Regions from separate parts of the Oryctolagus cuniculus genome. Here region 2 is linked to region 1. The links are chromatin contacts, called in public Hi-C maps. All regions are on one chromosome and are shown on one strand. Each heading gives the region's core, a stretch centred on a gene start, on an enhancer-like site or on the middle of the called end of the contact. The rest is flanking DNA. Distances are from core to core; before and after follow the strand shown.

Evidence for each region. Hi-C and Micro-C count contacts between places; a contact is called where the count stands out from the background.
Region 2: a contact with region 1 is called in a Hi-C map of an unstated tissue, with 2.2 times the contacts expected there. The contact joins the promoter of IL26 here to the enhancer-like site in region 1. A contact is called at or near these places in 2 of 6 Hi-C or Micro-C datasets (ear pinna and an unstated tissue).

What each region holds. Positions count from the first base shown.
Region 1 is chr11:70,379,326-70,384,933 of mOryCun1.1, reverse strand. No RefSeq gene overlaps it. Among named protein-coding and RNA genes, the nearest start is that of IFNG, 120 kb to the left of the region's middle. Within about 2 kb of position 3,148, at least 1 of the 8 cell types and tissues checked has an H3K27ac peak or open chromatin away from gene starts, as enhancers often do.
Region 2 is chr11:70,587,715-70,593,322 of mOryCun1.1, reverse strand. It overlaps IL26 (interleukin 26), which reads left to right and starts at 2,779. Exons shown (of 5, transcript XM_002711247.4): 1 at 2,779-3,102; 2 at 3,188-3,244; 3 at 3,423-3,557. The coding sequence starts at 2,932.

The DNA of each region.
Region 1 (5,608 bases), core at 1,899-4,398:
TTCCCCAGGCACACGGAGGTGAGATATGGGCGAGTTAATCACTAGGTTAAATGTCTGCTCCTTGATAGAGGTTTTCCACGCTCCGAGACCTATTTTGGGGGGATTAGGCTATTCGATAACCAGCTTTCTGACTGGTTATTGTCACTGTAAAGGAAACTTACAAAGGATTAACTTGCATTTATCTATCTCATGTTGAGGCACTTAAATTATCATTTCTTCTCATCATTTATTTTTACTGTTTTATTGATTACCCATAAGTTTTGTTGGAAAAATGTTGTGGTTTCTTGTAATGCTGAGTTAGATACAGGAAGGACATAGTTAATAATATGCTCTCTTACAACCAATTTCAAATTAGTTTCATTCTTATTCTTTATTATCACCAGTCCAACTGCTAGGGGAATGACGGAAAGCAATATACAAACACTGATGGGACCAGGCCCTCCTACACTCTGCCCAGGACAACATGTCCAGCAAACTCTAAAACTGGAAATGCCTCCGGTCAATAGAGTGGAAAAAAATCCCAGCAGCTGGTACATGAAGACCCCCGGCCCTGTGGATCCTCTATGTATTCTAAAAGGTGGGTAGGGGCTGGGACAGGCAAGTTTGATTCAATTTCATAAGGACTGACTAGAGTAGTCAGAATAGCCCCTAGAGCTTAGTCTGTCTCCTCTTAAACCTGAATCTTCAGTTATCTTTGGGATTATAGTTACCTGACCCTGAGAGTCCTCCATCTCTCAAAACTTCCCCAGGAAAGTGGTCTCTGAACAGCTTGCTAAGAGATGTACCTGTATGCAGTGTGGCTGGCTAGGGGATGTACCTGTGTGCCCTGTGGTTGGCTCTACCATTTTGTGGACCAGCTTCACAAGAAAGACCTTGATTTTAATTTTTATGCCTTTTATATAAGCTAGAAGGACAAAGGGAAAGCCACAATAGACTTTTAGCCCCAGTAATGAGCTAGCATGTGGGATTTTCTGTCACCCTGCACGACACTTTTCTTTCCCAATCTCTGTGCTGAATTTCTTGGCACTTTGTCCCGTCAGCATATTGCACTTACCACCCGTCATTTTATCCATTCATCTATACAGACTCAACAAGCTGTCAAGAAGAACCCACGACACACTCCTACTCCTCCGCCCCAGCCGCCGCCATGTTTAGTAGAGGTAGAGTTATCTCACAGGTGTATAAAAACTAGATTGAATGAAATTCAGCTTCCCATATTCAATATGAATACACACACACACTCTCTCTCTCTCTCACACACACACACACACACAATCACCTTTAGGTAAAGTTACTAATAATTTAGCAACACTGTGTTTTCAATCACCCTGTTCAGAATTCTACAGCATATATCTCTATGGGATATGCGTGTTTTAGTCATTAGGATGTTCTTTTCTACACAAAAATTCTGCCCTAGGTTCACGATGACTGTATAATACTTAGCTTGTTGTTGAGCATGTTAAGCTGATAGACAACTGACGTTTCTGTATTCTGCTGCCCTAGCAGATGCTGATGGATAAAAATCACCCTAATTCATTAAAAGATCCTGTTTTTTTTTAAAGATTTTTATTTATTTATTTGAGAGGTAGAGTTACAGACAATGAGAGGGAGAGATGGAGACAAAGGTTCTCCTTCCGCTGGTTCACTCCCCAAATGACCACAAAGGCAGGAGCAGCACCGATCTGAAGCCAGAAGCCAGTGCTTCTTCCCAGTCTCCCATGTGGGTGCAGGGGCCCAGGGACTTGGACCATCCTCTACTGCTTTCCCAGGCCGTAACCCAGAGCTGGATTGGAAGAGGAGCAGCTGGGACTAGAACCGGCATCCATATGGGATGCCAGCACCGCAGGCGGAGGATTAACCTACTGTGCCACGGCGCCAGCCCAGAAGATCATGTTTTTAAAAGTAGATTCTTTAATAGCAACCAGAGGAAGCTCTGACACCTGTTGGCTCAGTGCACAGGATCATAAAGTCATTCCCAGTTTTTCTTAATTACTATATCTATGTTGTCACTTTTAATTTTTTTATAAAGGTAACAAAAGATATTTGTAAAGATAAGAAACAGAAGATAAAAGTAGTGGCAGTTTGATCATCCACACACAAAATCTCTATTTTACCATTTTTTGCATTTGCACTGATCAATATCAACTAGAAAAATACTACATATATGAGCAAAATAATTGTATCTCAATGTTGGGTTATCTTTCATCATGCTGATGATGCTTGTAGGTTTTGTATGTTTGTTGACTAGTTATATAATCAATAAATATGATTTTTAATTTTCCTATTGTACTTTATTTTGTGTTTATTTATATTTTCCTCTTTTTTAGTGTGGAGTTTTTGTCAACTAATGTGAACTCGTAATACAATAGTTACTAATGTTTCTGGGATTTTCTGTAGGTATTTTCACCATTTGATTCCAGTGTCATCATTTTCAATGTTTATGTATTTTTAGTTTTAGATTTTTATAAAGTTGGATCCAGGACTTTGGAAGGATTACTTTTTTTTTTTTTTTTTTTTTGACAGATAGAGTTAGACAGTGAGAGAGAGAGACAGAAAAAAGGTCTTCCTTCCGTTGGTTCACCCTCCAAATGGCCACTATGGCCGGCACTGCACCGATCCAAAGCCAGGAGCCAGGTGCTTCTTCCTGGTCTTCCATGTGGGTGCAGGGGCCCAAGCACTTGGGTCATCCTCCACTGCCTTCCCGGGCCACAGCAGAGAGCTGGACTGGAAGAGGAGCAATCGGGACTAGAACCTGGCGCCCATATGGGATGCCAGCACCGCAGGCAGATGATTAATCAAATGAGCCATGGAGCCAGCTCCAGCAGGATTACTTTGTATGTATAAATTTATTTGAAAAAAGTGTTGTCTTTAGATTATAGGCTTAACAAATAGTCATGATACATAATAATACTTTTTTGGAATATACTGAAAAATGTTAGAATTGGGGAAATCTAAGCAGGTTTGTTAATAAAGTGAATAATTGGTCAGCATAGCCACTTGGACTCTTTGGTCCAAGTTCCACAGTCAGAGGCTGCTTTGTCATTATTCATTCTCAGGATCGTAATTTCATGAGCATAATATTATCACATCATTTTCTACCAGAAGGAGCAGACTAAAATTAACTACTGTGTAGGCACTAGAAATTGAGTGTTCCAAAAGGCAGAAGAATTCATCAGTAAGGAATGCAGGTTTTACCATACTTCCACACCTGCATGCTTTCTTCCCTCTGCCTCAAACTTCCGTCTTTCTGCTTCTCTGCCTCCACTTCCTTCAGATCCATCAAGGTCCTGGTCATAGGTAACCTTTTTTGCTGCTCTTTAAAGACTCTGGCCTCCTTTTTAACCCTGAGTTAAAAGGGTTAAAAGCCTTGCTTGTCCTTTTATGATTAGCTTGTCTCTTTGAATTAGAACTGCTTGCATGTGCTTCCATTCCATATGTGCTGAGACTGAAGCTTTCCTCTTTTAACAGCCCAAATGCTCAAAATCAAGGATAGACTTCAGAATATATTTATTGAATGAGCATCTAAGTAAATAAAAGGAAATGATGGCATTTCACAAACATTTCTGTAGGGAAAAATGTTGAGACAACAATCTCTAGGAATTGTTTTATATGCTTGATACATTGCAAAGCCATGTAATTGAACTTGGTGAAATGCGCAATCACTAGGAGCTGGTTGTAAGTACGCGCATGTGTTTTCAGGCAGTAATTTCCTCCTACGATGTCAAGATGACGTGTGTGGGTTAGGTGGTTCATCACCTTTGTTTCAGTACAGATAAACACCACAGTTTTCCAAATAATGCTCAGCTTTAGGAAACATCAGTCTAAATTGCACAGCAGCCAATAGGTAACTTTGTGAGCTGGCGGAAAATGGCGCCACCAAGCTGGACTTTCCCGAGTGGAAGTCCCTTGTGCTAAATGGAAACTGCAGAGTCTGCCTGTGAAAAACACGTACATGTCAGCAGAACTGACTTCAAGAGTGGACGAGGTTGGGGATTCTTTTCACGGTATTCACTTCCTCCAAAATATCGTCCTTGCGTGCCTGCAAAGGGGTCTCATACTCCTTGTCTTCTTCTTTTAAGTGTGTTAAGAGCAATTAAAGCATTTTGACCTAGAAGATTGATTAGACATGTGTTGGGTTATGGTTGTCTTTTAAACTTTTTAAAAATGTATTTGAAAGGCGGTGGGAGGAGGGTCTTCCATCCACTGGTTTACCCCCAAAATAGCTAACATGGTTAGAGCTGGGCCAGGTCAAGACCATGAGCCAGAAGCTTCATCTGGGGGTCCCATGTGAGTGGCAGGGGCCCAAGCACTTGGTCCATCTTCCACTGCTTTCCAAGGCACATTAGCAGGGAGTTGGATTGCAAGTGGAGCAGGCAGAATTCTAGTGACCACATGGGATGCTGGTGTCACAGGTGGCTATTTTACCTGCCATGCCACAGCCCTGGCCTCTAGGATTGTCTTTTAAACCACTCAGTACGAATGACCACCATACCCTGAACATATTGCAAACCCCTGGTAAAAGAAAACTCGAGTGCGTGCTGAATATCAATAGCAGTAGCTGTGAACCCAACCCTAAATTTTTAGTTCTGTGTGTCTGATTATGCCTTGGCTCTTTTTTTTTTTTTTCCTCAATGCTTTCTGAGTCTCCACTTCAGGGGAGATTTAAGTTGTCTTTGGCATCACTTCCAGTATGTTTTTGGCCCTGAGACTTGATGGCCTTGTTGTGCCCCGGAATGAGTGGAGCTTCTCCCAGCTTACTGTGGCATGAGTTAAGACTAACCCTGCAAGGGGTTTTTGATAGGAGAATAACGGCTGCATGTGCCTGCTTCAAGGGAGACCAGTTTCTTGGACAAAGGTTGATTATTGCATTTTTCTGGCATTTTGACCAAATATATAAATTAGGGATGCCATAGTGTTTCATGTGTGACAGTAAAATAGAGGAATGTGTATTATAAGGGTTTGTTGAAACTCTCTTATGCCCCAGTGATCATCCCACAATAAAGGAATTTTCTCTATATTCCTCCGAGAGTTTTTGTCTCCAAAATATACTGTATCAAAATATTGCTATTTGTGAACAAGTAAGAAGAATCTGTTGTGCATTTTAGAAGTGGTGTGCTAAGAAATGATAAAGAATGGGGTAGGCGTTGTAATGCAGTGGTGAGACCTCGACTGGGGACACCAGCATTCCATACCAGAGGGCCTGCTGCATATCTTGGCTTCTCTGCTTTTGGTATAGCTTCTTCTAATGTCACTGGGAAGGCAGTAGTAGTTTTACCGTTAATTTGCATAGTACAACACATTAAGGACAGAGGTCCTACATGGGGAGCAGGTGCACAGTGACTCTCATTGATTTAACAATTGATACTCTTATTTATTTATTATAGATTGGATTTTAAAAGAGGCCTGATTTTTTTTTTGACAGGCAGAGTTAGACAGTGAGAGAGAGAGAGAGAGAGAGAGAGAGGCAGAGAGAAAGGTCTTCCTTCTGTTGGTTCACCCCCCCAAATGGCCCGCTACGGCCGGCGCACTGCAGCCGGCACGTTGCAGCAATCTGAAGCCAGGAGCCAGGTGCTTCCTCCTGGTCTCCCATGTGAGTGCAAGGCCCAAG
Region 2 (5,608 bases), core at 1,530-4,029, 210 kb before region 1:
GTAAGTGGTTAATCAGAGTTCAGAACCAAATTCCTTGTAATCAACAGCGATTTTAATACATTTTTGTATGCAAAAGTTGAGAAAGTGATAAACACCGATGAGCTGAGAGGTGTCTTTCAAATTGATGTCCCCATTACTTAACATGCTTTTGGAGATCCTCTTGGGATTGCCTTCAGGACCTGCCTTGTGAGTGTTGTTTGTGGTGGGAACTGTTCATCCTATGAGGTCAGATTTGGCAGGTCTACCGACCAAGATAAGGATGTCCGTGAGCAGCAGGATGGCGCAATTGTCAGTCACAGAGAAATGGTTCCCATTTTCTTGAGAAGGTTGCAAAACCAAGCAAAGGCATTTGTTGGACAGGTGATGATGACTTGAGGAATATAAAACATTTACAGCAATGCAAATACCAGGGTTTACAAAATAGCCATAACTCACACACAGCAGCTTCAATGACCAGTACTCACAATTGGAGTTGCACCTAAGTTTTGTTGGAGCACATCAGGGTTATCAAATCAACCACTCAAGGAGTATATGGCTCCTGCAAAAATTGTGTGTGTGTGTGTGTATTTTATTACACTCACACAGAATGCTAATAGGCTATGGAATCTGGAAGATTTTAGAAGCAATTTAACCTCAAGTATCCTACTCCAGGCATTTGTGTTAATGCCATGCCATCTGAAGGCATGTGAGCTTTTGATCCCTGGTATTCAGGCTCCTTTTTACAAAGGCACTTTGAATACTAAACAATCCTTTGCTAAAAAAAACCCATCAGGTATTTCATGTTCAAGTTCAAACACTTTCAGTCACTCCCAGCTAAAAATAATTCATCCTTTTCCCGCATTTGAATAAAATTCTAGTGAGCCTGCCTTGGTGCTCAGATCAGCTGTCGCCTGCGGTGGCTCTTGGTGAGTCCCTCCTGTCTCAGGGAGCAGAGCCTGCCCTTAGCTGACACAGGTGCTAGGGAGCGGGGGAGTGAGGCTAGAGCTCTTCAAAGGGATCTGCTCTCTTTTCAAACAGCAAAAAATACCTCCAAGTCTTTAGACTTCTCACCTTGAGTTTCTTTTCTTTCTCCTTGCTGTTTTGCCAGCCCACTTGATTGGAATGACAATTTAATTTGGGATTGTGATACTTATTACTGCCTCTGACTAGGTCTAGTAAACACAGCAGGATTCCTGGTGCTGCCTTTCCCCTTTCAGTAAGTCAACCCCAGGCATGCTAGATTTCACTGACTTGTCTCTGCTCCTCAGTGTAGCACCTTGGGTGATGCCCCGCCTCTTAGGAGGGGATTTTGAAATGTTCACGTTCATGGAGAAGTGTAATTAAATGATGTTTGTTTTGGTGCAACAGAACTTGAAATCCATGCTTAGTCTTTTTGTAATACACATTAAAAATATTTTATTTATTTATTTAAGAGGTAGCCCTACAGACAGAGAGAAAGGTCTTGCATCAGCTGGCTCACTCCCCAAATGGCCCCGATGGAGCTGTACCAATCTGAAGCCAGAAGCTAGGAGCTTCTTCCGAGTCTCCCACGTGGGTGCAGGGGCCCATGCACTTGGGCCATCTTCTACTGCTTTCCCAGACCATCAGCAGAGAGCTGGATTGGGAATGGAGCAGCCAGGACATAAACCGGCACCCATTAGGGATGCTGGCACCATAGGCAGAGGCTTAGCCTACTATGCCACAGCATCGGCCTCTGTAATAATGCATTTGAATGAACTTTTTGAGGCCCCTTGTATGTTGGGGATTTATCCTAAATGAACCATTTAATGTTCAGCCCTGATGGTTGTAGATGCAGGACCCTAGTAAAAACTTGTGAAGTGAGTATATTGAAAAGCAAGCAGCTGGGGCAGCACCTCATGAGGAGCAAAGGAACTCTTCATTCCATCAATGTTGGATGCGCTTATTCAGATGCGGCACTGGGGAGAAGATGATTAGATTGGCTCGTTTTCCACAAGGAATTCTCACTCTGTTGGAAGTCCAGGCACAGGGCAACCTGGCGCTAAAGTTGGACAGAGTTAATAGAATAACTATTCATCTGTGGACCTTAATCCAGGTCCATTTCCAAGCATATCTTGAGTGTGTTGGGAAGTTTCTGGGCTAGAAAATGTGTTGCTGTGAGCTGCAGAGTGATGGATTCCAGGGAAAGAAGAGGAATCTTGCAAAGAATAAACAGAAAATCCATCTGGGGTCAGGAGCAGGTTTCACCCTGCTCCTCTCCCCTTTGCTAACATTGTCAGGGATGCTTGTTTGGAGATTCTTCACATGGGGCTTTAAAAACGAGCATACAGGGTTGGGCACATGGCCTTGTGGTCAAGGCACCTGTGTCCCATATCAGAGTGCCGGGGATCAGTTCCCAGCTGACTCCAGCTTCCTGCTAATGCAGATCCTGAGAGGCAGTAGTGTTGGCTCAGGTGATTAGGTTCCTGCCACAATGTGGGAGACCTGGATTGAACGGCTTTCGGGCTACTGCAGGCATTTGAGGAGTGAAGCAGCAGATAGATGCTCTGTCTCTCTGCTTTTCAGATAAATAAATAAGTGAAGAAAATATCAGTGCACAGCGTCCTAGAGATCATGCTTTCTTATTGCCATGGCAGGACTTTTAAAAACTATGACACCTGCTGTAATATGCAACTTTAGTTCTGAAGTTTTGGGGACATGGGGACCCAATGTTAGCAGTAACTGAAGCTTTCTCATAATGTCACAGGTGGTGTGGTCAACATTTTTTTGATTAGGATGAAAGCTCTAAAAAAAAAAAAAAATTGAGCAGCCAAAGAGGTTTTCCTCTATATTAACTGTACGTCATCCCTCAAAGCATCTCACTAGAGAGGCAGTTTTGAGGGCTGAAGCAAGTAAGATATCCTCTCATCTAACCAACCTGAGTGGCTTTCTGGCTTCTGTGAGTGACACAAGCCCAGAGTGCAGTGCAGGGAAATGTGGGTGAAATGCACTGTGGGGTCTGGATGGCTGCTGGTCACTCTGTCTCTTGCCATTGCTTCACACAAGCCATCTTTCATCACCAAAAACTGCTACTCCTGGGATTCTCTGTCCCAAGCCATCGACACTCTGTATGTCAAGGCAGCACAGCTCAAAGAGACAGTCCCAGTAAGTACTAAGCTCTGCTGAGAGTGAGGGCCCCAAGGATGTTTCTAATCCAGGACAAAATTTAATTTTCTTTCTTTTATTGCAGGAAGACAGCATTAAAAATGTACGATTATTAAAAAAGAACACAAAAGAGCTGTTTTTGGTAAGCATGAAAGTCTTTTTTCTTTTTGTGTTTCTACTTGTTTGACTTTTTTCCTCCTGTGTTTTAATTTTTCCAGATAGTAATAATTAAGTAATAATCAGAGGGATGTATCCATGACATTAGAATAATTCCAAGATTCATGGTTTACCTTTTGCAATTTATTGTATCTTATTTGCAGACAAACTGCAGATTCCAAGAACAGCTTCTGTCCTTCTTCATGGACGATGTTTTTGGTCAACTCCAATTCCAAGCTTTCAACGAAACTGACTTTGTGGAAGACTTTCATTGTTTTAGGCAGAAATTGAGCCGTTGTGTAAGTATGCAGCAACTGTGGTGAGGGTGGTCCTAGAAATGTGTCTAGAAAACAGCCTAGAAAGCTGTCTCCCTGCAGCGGGGAGTAGGAAAACTTCCTGACTGTCGGCTGGCTGTCCATGTGGACAGTCCATCCCTGGGAAAAGAACATCAAAGAGCCACACATAACTCACAGTGCCACCGTTTATTATTTCTTAAAGAATAGCACATATGGTATATTGGGGTGAGCTAAACTAACATGGAATGGTCCTCAAATCAATATGTATTTTAAAATCATTCTCTTATTATATGATTCCCAAGTCATTCATTCATTCATTTTTTTTGACAGGCAGAGTGGACAGTGAGAGAGAGAGACAGAGAGAAAGGTCTTCCTTTGCCGTTGGTTCACCCTCCAATGGCCGCCGTGGCCGGCACGATGCGGCCAGCGCACCGCGCTGATCTGATGGCAGGAGCCAGGTACTTATCCTGGTCTCCCATGGGGTGCAGGGCCCAAGCACTTGGGCCATCCTCCACTGCACTCCCTGGCCACAGCAGAGAGCTGGCCTGGAAGAGGGGCAACCGGGACAGAATCCGGCGCCCCAACCGGGACTAGAACCTGGTGTGCCGGCGCCGCAAGGCGGAGGATTAGCCTAGTGAGCCACGGCGCTGGCCATTCATTCATTTTTATAAATATTTATTTTATTTTATTTGAATGTCAGAGTTACAGAGAAAAAGGGAGAGACATACAAAAAGAGATCTTCTATTCACTGGTTCACTCCTCATTTGGCTGCAATGGCCAGGGCTGGGCCATGCTGAAGCCGGGATCCAGGAGCTTCATCCTGGTTTCCCATGTGGGTGGCAGGGATCCGAACACTTGGGCCATCCTACACTGCTTTTCCAAACCATTAGCAGGGAGCTGGACTGGAAGTAGAGCAGCCGGGACATGAACTGGTGTTCAAATGGAATTTTGGTGTTGCAGGATGCCCCCCATGCCACAATACTGCCCCCATTGCATAAATTTATTTATATTTCATTTTCTCCAAGCTGCTTGTGATTATCAGTCCCTCCCTCCCAACACACCCCCTCCCCAAGTAAGAGAATTTTTGTCATTGCAATACTTGGCAAGGGGCTAGGGATTAAGATGCTGGTTGAGATGCCTGGGTCCCCTATCAGAGTTCCTGGGTTCAGTCCCAGGCTTTGGCTCCTGATGTCAGCTTCCTGACAGTTGAGACCCTGGGAGGCAGTGGGGATGGCTCAGGTAGTCTGCTGCCCATGTAGGAGACCTAGATGGGGCTCTTGGCTCCCAGCTTTGGCCTGGCTCAGCAGGCATTTGGGAATGAACTAGTGGATGGGAGTGACTTCTGTCTCTCTGTATGTCTCTTTCTCAGCCTCTTAAGTAAGTGCATGAATAAATAATACTGAAAAGACTTGATGATAAGGAGAATGAGGGGCTTGATACTGGGGGAATGCCAAAGCTTATGGCTATCAGTATAGGATGGAATGGAGTCTTCCGAGGAGAGAAGACAGATCTGCACATTTCAGTATCTGGAAGACAAGGGCCCTCTGCAGGCTTTTTTATCTGGGATTTTAAAGCTGTACCTTTTTCCTTTTTTTGCTAGAATTCTTGGTTCTTCCGTGTTGGTGCTTCCCATTGCACTAGCCATTCGATTTAATTTGATGTTATTCTAACTGAAGTTGTTAATGATGGTGGGGCCTTACAAAAAGTCCTTGCCAGGCTCAGTATTGTGTCCGGACAACTGGAATTCCAAAATGCATGTCTGTTCTTATGACTGATTTGGTTTCTTTGGCTCAAACAGCTAGAGAGCTCCTACTGATAGTGATAGCCCAAACTCAGCAGTATGCTAGATGAACACTTAGATGTGCTCTGCTTTTGGATAAATTTTTCCCAAAGGAATCTCCATCTGTTCCCACGGATGCTTTGAGAGACTTGACTCCTGGTAGCCAGGAGCATGTCACACCTTGCTTAGTTGTGTCGCTTACCAAAGGGGCTGGCTCCCCCTTGTGGCCGAATACAGTCACATCATCCTATCGGCTCCCCCAGGGCTGCCTGAC